2 separate regions of the Mus musculus genome follow, and region 1 is linked to region 2. The links are chromatin contacts, called in public HiChIP or PLAC-seq maps. All regions are on one chromosome and are shown on one strand. The core of a region is the stretch at or near the end of the contact, and the rest is flanking DNA. Distances in the headings are between cores, read along the strand shown.

Region 1 (5,415 bases), core at 842-3,341, 110 kb before region 2:
GGGAACTTGGGAGAGGCCGAGTTTTCTGTGCTTTCTTCAAGAGCCTCCCTCTGCAGGACATGGGGACAGCATGTGGTTGTTGAGTTTTGGCTTCAGGTTCAGGGCAGACATGGGCCTCACAGCTTTGAAGCAAGTCTGTGTATGTGAGCCAGGCCCTGCGTGCGTGATGGGACTGCCTCTTATTGGTGAACAGAAGAATAGGGAATGCTGGCAGCCAGGCAGGTAACAAGCCCGGCAGGTGGGCTTCCTCTCTGGTACCTTTCTCCCTTTGTGCAGTTCTACAAGGCAGACTGAGGGAGGAGGGACACAATGTGGAGGACATGGAGAGGGGGAACGGGGACAGTGACAGTGACGGCTGGCTTTTCTGTGGGTGTCTGGCTGGTGACCTTTCGGAGAAGTAGATTCAGAAGTGACTGCTATTTGTCGAGGTGCAGTTCAGAGACATCAGATGGAGTTGCTACCTCTGTGAAAAATGTCAGGCCCCTGCTGTCCCTGACTGTGGAAAGTGGATGCAGCAGGATCCAAGCTGAGATCTGACACCCCCTGAGGAAGTGTGTCCTCAGAAAACGCTCGCATGTCTACTCACTTGTGGAGATGATAACCAGTGGCCTGTGTGAGTGTGTGTATGTGTGTGTGTGTGTATGTGTGTGTGTATGTGTGTGTGAGTGTGTGAGTATGTATGTGTGTGAGTGTGTATGAGTGTGTGGGCATGTGTGTGAGTGTGTATGTGTGTGTGAGTGAGTGTGTGCATGTGTGCCTGTGGTATCCAGTGACCTATTAGTGTATGAATGTGTGCCTGTATGTATGTGTGTGTGTATGTACCAGTGTGCCTGTGCATACGCATGTGTGAATGAGTACATATGTGTGCACCTGTGTGTGTGCACACTGTCTTTCTTTCTCGCTAGACTCCTTCATCAGGGTTTTGTGGAATGGTCAGAGTAGAAAACAAAGTTTCAACTATTTTCTTCCAAGAAGTATTTTTGGGAAAACTATGACTGAGACAGTAAGAGAACTGGCACCAGGTTGGGGTAGGGTCCGAGGATTTGGTGGCTCTGATGCCTGGCCTTGCTTCCTCTCCAGAGCAGCAGAACCCTTTGCTCCTTGGCAAAGCCCTGAGGGGCTGAGCCCTGGTTGCCAAGGCCCTGCTGCTTCAAAGGCACTCTTTGGCTTCTGCCCCCAAGGCCATCTGTATAGATCGAACCCCGCAGAAATTTGTCACACATGGGTTTGCCACAGGCTCAGCCTGCTGGAGCTTCACTGTGGTCTCCTGTGCCTCGATGTGCCCTGATGTCCTGATGCTTAAACTCAGACTCCAGAGTCCCTCCCTGCCATTTGAAATGTGGAATAAACCCAGAATTTCTTGAGCAATAGCTGGTACACAGCAGGTGTGCATGGTTTACAGCAAGTGTGCATGGTGCACAGCAAGTGTTCATGGTACACAGCAAGTATGCATGGTGCACAGCAAGTGTGCATGGTGCACAGCAAGTGTGCATGGTGCACAGCAAGTGTGCATGGTATACTGCAAGTGTGCATGGTACACAGCAAGTGTGCATGGTTTACAGCAAGTGTGCATGGTACACAGCAAGTGCTCATGGTACACAGAAAGTGTGCATGGTACACAGCAAGTGTGCATGGTGTACAGCAAGTGTGCATGGTGTACAGCAAGTGTACATGGTACACAGCAAGTGTGCATGGTACACTGCAAGTGTGCATGGTACACTGCAAGTGTGCATGGTACACAGAAAGTGCTCATGGTATACAGCAAGTGTGCATGGTACACAGCAAGTGCTCATGGTACACTGCAAGTGTGCATGGTACACAGCAAGTGTGCATGGTGCACAGCAAGTGTGCAGTCAATGCTGGCTCTGTCTGTCTGTCTTTGATAGTGACTGGCCAGGGTGCACATCCAGATTCCTGGAAGCTTGGCCTTGTGGAAATCCTGAGACTCTGGGGAGGAGCCAGGTGCAAGTCCTGTCTCCCCAGCTGTGCTGAGGAAAGGGCCCTCTGGGCCCTTGGGGGAGTGTGTAGAGGGCGGCGGTGGCAGCGGCAGGACATCAGAGGCCTATGGTGAGATCAGGCTGTGTGCCTTCCTGCAGGAGGGTTGCTGGGATGGCTCTGTGGTCTCCAAGGATCACAAGCTGTCACCTGATAAGAGCCCTGCCCTGTCAGCCATCTCAGCAGTTACTCATAGTGCCTTCTGCAGAGAGCCACAGAACCTCGTCTTTAAAGAAACTAAAGCCCAGAGCTACCAGCAGGGGCTGCAACCTTTAGGGCTGGAGGTCAAGGACAGGACAGGGACCTTCATATGTCTCTCAGATGCCCTTTGAGGGAGACTGAGTCTCCAGGAGCACTGGCCCACTGCAGTGACTGAAGTAACTCTATGAGACCCTAGTACCTGGTCCCAGTGCCCCAGCCCAGCCTGGCTCCCTCGAACCCAGCCTCATCTGAGTAAGTGGAAGGGATACACAAACCCAGGCCAGCCCCCGGTTAGTGACCACCACCATTGTCCAGGGATGGAATTAAACACCAACTGGGGTAGTTTTGGATGAATGCTAGATACAACAGAGATGCCAGTGGGCAGAGAGGTCAGGATCCCTTTGGCAGACGCCGTTGATGGAAGGAGGAAGGTCTTGATGCCATAGTCTTTGCTGGGTGTGGTTCTCTACAGGAGGAACAGAGAGGACCTATGCCCACCATGACAGCTTACCCACAGAGTCTGGCCCTGGGGTCCATTTCCCTGTGCTCAGGTTTTCCCATACTCATTCTCTGGGCTGGAAACCCTTCCCTCTCCTTCCCTCTTGCCTCTTCATACCCATGGGTCCTTGCATCCTGCCCCCTTTGGCTCCTCCTTTCCCTTGGCTCCTTCCCTCCTCTTCCCCCCTTACCTATGCCCAGCACTTGTGGTTTGGTTGAACATCTCCACCCCTGTCCATCTTTCTCCTCATCTCCCCCCACTTCTCTCTCTCCTCATCCCCCATCTCCCCCCCCCCCCAGGGGAGGTAGAGCTGTGCTGCTTGCAGCTGACCCCACCCCCCACCCCCACCCCAGAGCTGGTATGGCAGGGTGTTCTGGAAGGGTAGGCAGGTCCCCAAGTCCCCAGAAGAGCTGCCGCAGAGGGGAAGATGGTGGGTGGTGGGGACAGTGGCTTCTCCAAGGACTCAGGGACACCCTGGGGGCGACTGGGAATTCTTTCCAGAACACCAAAAAGTCAGTCCTCTTCAAGTGTGCTGCTGTTTAAGGGGATATCTTTATTTGGGATGTTTACAACCATATTCCTATGAATGAAATTTCCCAGGGATGGTTAGCTTTGTCCATGTGACACAAGCTAGGGCCATGTGAGATGAAGGAACCTCGACTGAGAAAATGCCTCCATAATCTGCCTGGAGGCAAGCCTGTGGGCATTTTCTTGATTGATTAATTAATGACTGATGCAGAAGGCCCAGTTCCCTGTGGGGGTGTCTTCCCTGGGTAGGTGGTCCTAGGATGTATAAAAAAGCAGGCAGTGTAAGGCACGAGGAGCAAGCACCCCTCTGTGGCCTCTGCTTTGAGTGTCTGGCCCCAGGTCCCTGCCCCAGGTTCTTCTCTTGCTTTCCCTGATGGACTGTAACCTGTGAGCCAAATAATCCTTTCCTCCCAAGTTGCTTTTGGTCATAGTGTTTTATCACAGCAAGAAATCAAGCTAATATTACCCATGAAGAAGGGGTATGTGCTTGTGGACCCCAGAAGGTTCACTTCAAGCCTAGTGCGGAGAGACGTCCTGTGCAGGGAGGTCTGGACCACAGACTCACCTTGTGGACATCTCACAACCTGAGTCTGGGCCTGAGCTCCCAATTCAAACATCTAGCAGGAAACCAAACACAGCCAGTAGACGCACACATTTAATATTTCTCCGAAAAACCCCTGAACCCGAGAGAACAGCCCAGCCCACTGTCCCAAATGTGCAGCCTGGCGAATTTTTGTAAGCGACACACAGCTGGGTCCCCAGGGTCTTGATTAAGAATAGAATGTGACCTGAAGTGCCCTCTCTCTGAACCCCTCCCGGCTGCCACCCTGCAGAGACCCCAGCCTGACTCCGGCAGGTCGATGCTGTCTCCGCACTTGATATAAATGGAAGCAGACAGTTCGTTCTTTTCCGTGTCTGGCGTCTCTGGCCCCATGTTCTGTGGATTTATTTTTATCTTCAGTCCAACCATCGCAGGTTTCCTGAGGCTGGGAAGGTTCCCACAGACAGAGGCTTCGGATGCTGATGGCTGGCTGACTGAGGGAATGACCGGCTGACCAACCGGCCTCAAGGGATGATGGGTGGCTGAAGCTGGGGCGGCAGCTGAGCCAGGAAAACGCTCGATCGCCATGCAAGCTGAGCCTGGTGCTTCTGATCCCAGTGCTGGGCAGGAGACAAGGGTATCCCTGGAGCTGGCTGTTTAACTTATTTGGTGAGTTCTAAGTCATTCGTAGCCCTTGTGTCAAACATCCAGATGAATGGCACCGGAGGACTCCTTGTCCCTGGCCTCCACACTTACAAACACAGATGCACACAAGCACAAAGCACACAGGGGAATAAGCACACACAAGAACAAGTATACTCATGTGACTACACCACATACACACACACACACACACACACACACACACACACACACACACACACACACAGTCACACAGACACACACAGCTTGCAGGACTGATCAGGAGTTCTTAGGCCTACCATAACCTCCATCACACTTAACTGGCACATGATGCAGGCGACATGTGTCTTGGAACTTGGAGGATATCTGTGGGGAAAATTGCTTTCATATAACACAGAACCATTTACAAAGTTCACCCTGCACAAAGTGGCCACTTGACAGAGTGGGACTTGGCATTACATGTTCACAACAGCTCAGGGTTCTCATTACCTATTCTCAACATCATCACAGCCTTCTCTCTCTCTCCCTCCCTCCCTCCCTCCCTCCCTCCCTTCTCTCTCTCTCTCTCTCTCTCTCTCTCTCTCTCTTTTCGAGAGAGGGTTTCTCTGTGTAGTCCTGGTTGTCCTGGAACTCATTCTGTAGACCAGGCTGGCACTCTGAAGTTCCCGTGCCCAGGCAGCCTTGATGCCCCCCTTCCCCCACCCCTGTTGTTTCTGTCCCGGATTCACTTTCTCTGGGCATTTCACTACTGAGGTCCCGGGACAGGAGGTCATTGTGTTTCCTTGTGTCTTGTCTTAGGTGCTTACCACCTGGACATGTGTGTCATTTTTTTTTCCCTCTTCTTTTGGCTTCTGGTCACTTTAAGGCATTTTATTTTTAAAGAAGTGAGAATTGCTGATGGGTGTGAAAAACACTCCTCTCCACCCCTTTTCTCATCCCACCCCCACCCCCACCCTAAGGGCAAACTGTCAGAATTAGTCTTCCACAGAGTTCTGCTTTTGAGTTGGGA
Region 2 (5,756 bases), core at 2,896-5,395:
AGTTCTATCAATGGGGACCAAGCATTCAAACACAGGAGCCTATGGGGGCCTTTCTCATTTGAACCACAACCACCCATAGTGGCTCCCAGCTTACTTAGGGTTTACTGTTGGTGACCTGCAGGAAGGGCACTTCCGAGAGTCAAACGAGCCTGCCCCATGTCACACAGCTGGGCTGTGGTAGGAAGAAGAGACTTCACTCTCGGGTGAGATGCTAGCCACCTCTCAGAGCACTGTGTTTGAGCGTGACAAGGTTTGTAGACATGATGCATAGACAGGAGAACGAAGCACTCAGGAAGCCTGCTCCTTAACACTTTAATAACGACAGTGCTACCTTGGACTGGTCCTTTGTGCGCTTTTCAAACTTTCTACATAACTGAGGATGCTCGTTAGCTTCTGGTCCTCCCTCCTCCATCTCCTGAGAGAGAGTGGAGGGTACAGGCCTATGCCATCATGCCTGGTTTATGAAAGCGCTGGCTATCTAACCCCAGGCCTTGGGTAGGCAGGCACTCTGCCTGCTAATCCCATCTCCAGCCTGATGTGGCTCTTCCTGTACACTCCATCACCTCTGCGTTTGGATTCATCTTCCATCAGGGAGTGGTCTGTCAGAGTTGGGCACAACAGTGTGTCTTTCCATTTCCCGCAGGGCCAGAAAACCTTGCTGCAAGAAGGGACAGAGAGTTCAGACTCTGTGACCTGAGCAAGCTCCGTTACAGTCACAGGAGGCTGGCTACATTTTCAGTGTGATGAAAACCTGGGTGTGGAGCGAATGGGCAGGTGCGGTTGTGTTCTAATAAATGAGGGCCTGAGTCACGATTGTCATCTTCACAAGGATCCTTGGATGCATTCCTTATAGAGATGACAGTTGTCCCAGGCATTGGCAGCCATATGGGAGGTGCTGGGTACTGAGTACTTGGTTCTGCTCCACCTTCTCATCTGACTTTCCCTTCAGCTGTCTCAGTGAGGACAGCAGTGTGCTCCGGATGAGAAACCAGGTTTGGAGACGTCATGAAACCTCTCTTGTGTACCCCCGCAGTGCAAGCAGAGTGGGGACTGGGTGGTGCTGTCCTCAGCTGGCCTGTGTGGTCACCTCGGGGCCTGGGGTAGGCCCAGCCCTCTCCTGGGACCCTTTAGCTGTTTGATGATTACTTCCAACCCGTATAACTTGATTATGTCTCGGGGAACACTGAGAGAGACAGTCCACGGCTTGTTCCTGTGAAAACAGCCACCTCTACTTTGCAAAGTGAGAATCATGGGCAGATATGGGTAAGATAAACACAGACCTGGGGCAGCGGCTTGACTGGTAGTGAGCATGGCTGAGATCACCCCAAGAGAATGCTAGCAAATGGCAAAGTGGAGACATGGACTCAGAGCTCACAGGCAGAGTTCCAAGCATAAACTGAGTGTGATTGATGCCTGTAAGCTCAGCCCTCAAAGGCAGGCACCTTCAAGGTCATCCTTGGCTACATCTTGAGTTAGAAGGTAGCCTGGGCTACAATGAGGCCTTGTCTTAAAACATAAACAAACAAACAAGCAAACGCCTACTGCCTGTGCCTGGAGTGAGAGACAACTCCGTGCTTGAGGCTGTGTGTTTTCCTCTGTGTCTGGCTTGTCCCAGGCTTCTCAGCCAGGCCAGCGACGCTGATCAATGTTCCAGGCTCAACCTTCCAGAAACTTGGCCTGTCTGAAAAACCAGATGCAGACGGAGGAAACAGTGGCTCTCTGTGACAGTGCCGACTCTCCCAGGCTGCAGAGAAAGGGGACATGAACCAGTCTGTCTCTGAGGGAGCTGGTGGCCATCTGGCTAGTTTTGGCTCTTCAGCAGCCCGTGAGCTCTGGGTCCACGTCTCCACTTTGCCATTTACTAGGCTTCTCTGGGCGGAATGCCTCAGTCTCTTCATTGATACAATGTAGGCAATATATTTAACTGGATTTCCTAAGCATTCGTGGGCAGACTGCAGGGAGCTCTTCTTATCACCCGGATTTGCCTGTCAGCTCCTATCTGGCTACATGTTCTTGGGTCTATGCACACTGTGTGCACATGGGTGTACATACATGTATGCCTGTACACGCACACAGCCAAATTCCCTCTCGGCTGTTTCCTGGTGGCCACCATGTAGCTCTGAGTTCTGCCTACCAGAAACCTTTGTGCTTCTGTTTCTCAGACCTTGTGGCCCCCCTTCTCCCTTGGCCCCAGGCTCTATCCCTGTCCCTTGGTGGCTCTTTCCCAAAGGTCAACCTTGAGTGTCATTCCTCAAGCACTCCCCACCATATTTTTTTGAGGCAGGGCCTCTCATTGAACCCAGAACTCATAATCAACTAGACTGACTGGCCAGTGGGCTCCACGGGCCCCTTCTCTACCTCCCCAGTCCCGGGAGTAGAGGTGTGCGCTGATCCCTTGCCCAACTCTTATGCAGGCGTTTGGGATCAAACTCAGATCTTCATGCTTCGTGGCGAGTGCTTTCTGGGTTGAACCGTCTCCCCAGACCCAGCTGGTTTTCATATGTAAACGTTGGTGTCTGACTTTCCTTGTCCATTTTCAGAACAAGTGCATGGTGACCCTTGGTGACCACAGCACAGTGCTGACGATATGCCTGACAGAGAAAGCAGCCCAGGCTCTGAGGTCATGGTGAGGAGTCTCTGGCTGCCAGTGACATCACTGATAGGAGCATCCAGTGACATCACTGGCAGGAGCATCCAGTGACATCACTGACAGGAGCATCCAGTGACATCACTGGTAGGAGCATCCAGTGACATCACTGATAGGAGCATCCAGTGACATCACTGATAGGAGCATCCAGTGACATCACTGGCAGGAGCATCCAGTGACATCACTGACAGGAGCATCCAGTGACATCACTGATAGGAGCATCCAGTGACATCACTGATAGGAGCATCCAGTGACATCACTGATGTGAGCATCCAGTGACATCACTGGTAGGAGCATCCAGCACTAGGCTTAGGCACAGAGAAAGGGTCACCAGTCTGCCTCTGCCTGTAGGTCTCTGACCAGCAGGGACTCCTTTTAATAAAAGATTTATGAATTAGTTATGCATATCAGCGGTTGCCTGCACATATGTAAATGTCCCATGTGTATGTCTGGTGCTCACAGAGGCCAGAAGAGGGTGTTAGATCCCCAAGAACTGGAGTTGCAGGGAGTTATAAGCTGACACGTGGGTGCTGAGAATTGAACCCAGGTCCTCCCTCTACAAGAGTGACTTGCGCTCATCTCTCCAGGCCCCACAGGTGCTCTTGGTGAGTCCCCCACTGTCTCGGGCTGTAGAATTAAGGATGCGCAGTCCCTGGCTCAGATTGTTCTGTGATTGATTCCAAGTGATAGTCTCTGGAGAACAGCCCTGGTACTCAGTGAGTGACCCAGCTTCGGGCTTTGAATGTCCAGTACAATAGGAAAAGCGACTAGACACTTCTGCTTTGTACCTGCTGGGAGAGGAGAACCAACTGTCTCCTGTCATTAAGTAGGATTTCAGCTGAGAGAATTTCACAGGTACCTCTGACCCATGTGGGCAGGTTCTACTCTAGCTGTAGCTTGCTGAGTGGTCTTACCGAGAGAGCGTGTGGATGCTACGGGGAGCTTGCTGCGTCTACAGAGAGGATCATGCAACTGGTTCCACTCCTGTTTGCTCCGTACTATTATCATGAAAACATGCCAATTTTGCCAGGTGTTATCTTTTTTTTCTTAATACTTATCTGTGATTATTTTTTATGTGCATGCATGTGAGCCTGCATTTGCTTATGTACACCAAGGGTGCACAGGAACCTGTGGGGGCCAGACAGTATCAGGCATCCGGGAACTCTGTTCCAGGGGTTGGGAGCCACCATGCAGATGTTAGGGACTAAACCCAGATTCTCTGCAAGCGCAGCAAGCTCTCTGTACTGAGCCATTTCTCCAGCCTCCAGGAGTTTTCTTGTGTGGTGAGGGAACCCCCACCCCAGCTTTTCTTACCCTCGAGTCTATTGACATCTTGTAGTATGCTTTTCTCATTGGATCCTGCAATACTGCTGCTTACAAGTCGATGATGGGGCAGTGAGCTGAAATGCCTGGAATTACCCCTCCCCTCCAGAGACAGGGTGTCTGTCTATGTTAAATGCACCTTTAGTACTTTACCAGGAAGTGGTTGGCTCTCTCTCAGTTGTCACTTCCTGCTGTTTACATTTTTGTGGAGAGGAAGAAGTGAGAGCCCAGGGCCTTCTTGGGTCTCTTCTGAGCATGCACCCTCTGTCAGCACACAGCCATGAGGAACCTGCTGGAATTTGAAGTGTCTCCATGAACAGTTTGGTGGCTGCTGTCTTCCCCTGCTCTCCGCCTGCTTCATGGAGCTTCTCTTCCTGGGCTTTCTCCTAGGCTTTTTGGTTAGCTCATAGTTTGTTCAAAATGTGGTTCACCGGAATCCAGCGGGTGAATCCGTAACGTCTTACCGTTTCAAAACAAAACAAAACAAAACAAAAAAACAAAACAAAATCTTCCACATTAGGTCAAATGAAGGCAACCTTGCAAGTAGAGTCACTCCAGGACAGAGTAACTACAGTTTCCTGGTGATGAGGCACTGTCCCCTCAGGGAGAGGCCCGGCTGCTGACTCTAGGCTGGGTGATGAGAAAGCTATGGAAATGCATCCGGTTAAAATGCTGCCAGGCGCTCCACAGTCACTCTCTCCCTGGAATTTTGCAGATCTGTGCTGGATTTCCAGAAGCCTGAGAAAAGTCAATTTGGGCATCTTTGCTAGTTTTGTCATGACTTTTGCTGAATCGAGAATTCTCCATTCTTGCTGATATCCATGTGACTTCCTCGTAGTTTTAGCAGGGAAATCTGAGATCCCACCTGTGAGGGTGACACAAAGTTTCCCCCTTTAAAAAAAACTTATGTATGTTTAAAAAAAGAAAAAAAAAAGTTGAGAAGCCCAGCCTGGAAAAGCTCTGTGCATGATTCTAACAGCACGATGCTCTGGAAAAGGCGAAGTGAGAGAGATCATGGCGCTGTTAGTGACTGACCTCAAGGGGCAGGGGCAGCTTGTCTTCCCAGGAGACAGCCATTGGTAGGGGTGAGGGCCTAACCCCAGGGCACAGGGCACAGGGGCTGAAGATATAATTGCCATTCATCTCTTGATTTGAGAATCTGCCCAGTGGTATAGCCACTGGCATGGCTGGTCCCAAGGGAGTTTGGTTGCAGAGACCGACCTGCCAGGCTTTTGTGCTAAAGTCAGAGGCCCTTGATGTATTATTCAGGTACTGATCAATGGCAGAGGCAGATCCATTCTCCACCGGTCCTCCTGGCTGGGGGCCTCTGGTGTGTTAGAAGCAACTGCAGCTGTCTGAAACATCTGCTGAGCTGCAGCCTCAGCTCCAGGCCATGGCTACCAGAGAAACATTCGAACCCATGGCCTGCTTCTCAGGCTGCTCTGACCTCTGAGTCCTCTGGGAGAAGCGGCTGTTCCCAGCCTCAGAGGAAAGGAAGGGTGGTCTCAGGCTTCACCCATGTTCTGTCTCTGTGTCCAGAAGTAGCTGTCATCAAAGGGGGACGCACTTGGGAGTTAGAAATAGCTGTCAGGGACTTGCCAGACCCTCAGGGTGCAGCAGCTGCCTGAAGTCGTTGTTTGCTGCCCCTGGGCTGGGTGACTGTAGCTGAATCACTGAGCCAGATGAGACCTGTGCGGCTCACCCTCCTACGAGGTTTGAGTGCAGAGACCATGTGGCAGGAATTTTGGCCCTCTGTGCTGGGTCAGGCTTGGTCAGGCTGGGTCAG

The links. HiChIP or PLAC-seq counts read pairs in DNA pulled down with a chosen protein or histone mark.
Region 1: an H3K27ac HiChIP or PLAC-seq map of T-cell acute lymphoblastic leukemia shows a contact between it and region 2, with 2.8 times the contacts expected there. The contact joins two enhancer-like sites. A contact is called at or near these places in 1 of 39 promoter capture datasets (embryonic stem cells), 26 of 484 Hi-C or Micro-C datasets (the C2C12 cell line, the HL-1 cell line, cerebellar granule neurons and 9 more), 1 of 115 datasets of contacts at active chromatin or transcription factors (T-cell acute lymphoblastic leukemia) and 1 of 9 other capture datasets (embryonic stem cells).

What each region holds. Positions count from the first base shown.
Region 1 is chr2:173,538,652-173,544,066 of GRCm38.p6, reverse strand. No RefSeq gene overlaps it. Among named protein-coding and RNA genes, the nearest start is that of 1700021F07Rik, 19 kb to the right of the region's middle. Within about 2 kb of position 2,091, at least 12 of the 459 cell types and tissues checked have an H3K27ac peak or open chromatin away from gene starts, as enhancers often do. A contact at or near this core is called in T-cell acute lymphoblastic leukemia, where this site is marked.
Region 2 is chr2:173,435,185-173,440,940 of GRCm38.p6, reverse strand. No RefSeq gene overlaps it. Among named protein-coding and RNA genes, the nearest start is that of Gm14642, 44 kb to the right of the region's middle. Within about 2 kb of position 4,145, at least 68 of the 459 cell types and tissues checked have an H3K27ac peak or open chromatin away from gene starts, as enhancers often do. A contact at or near this core is called in T-cell acute lymphoblastic leukemia, where this site is marked.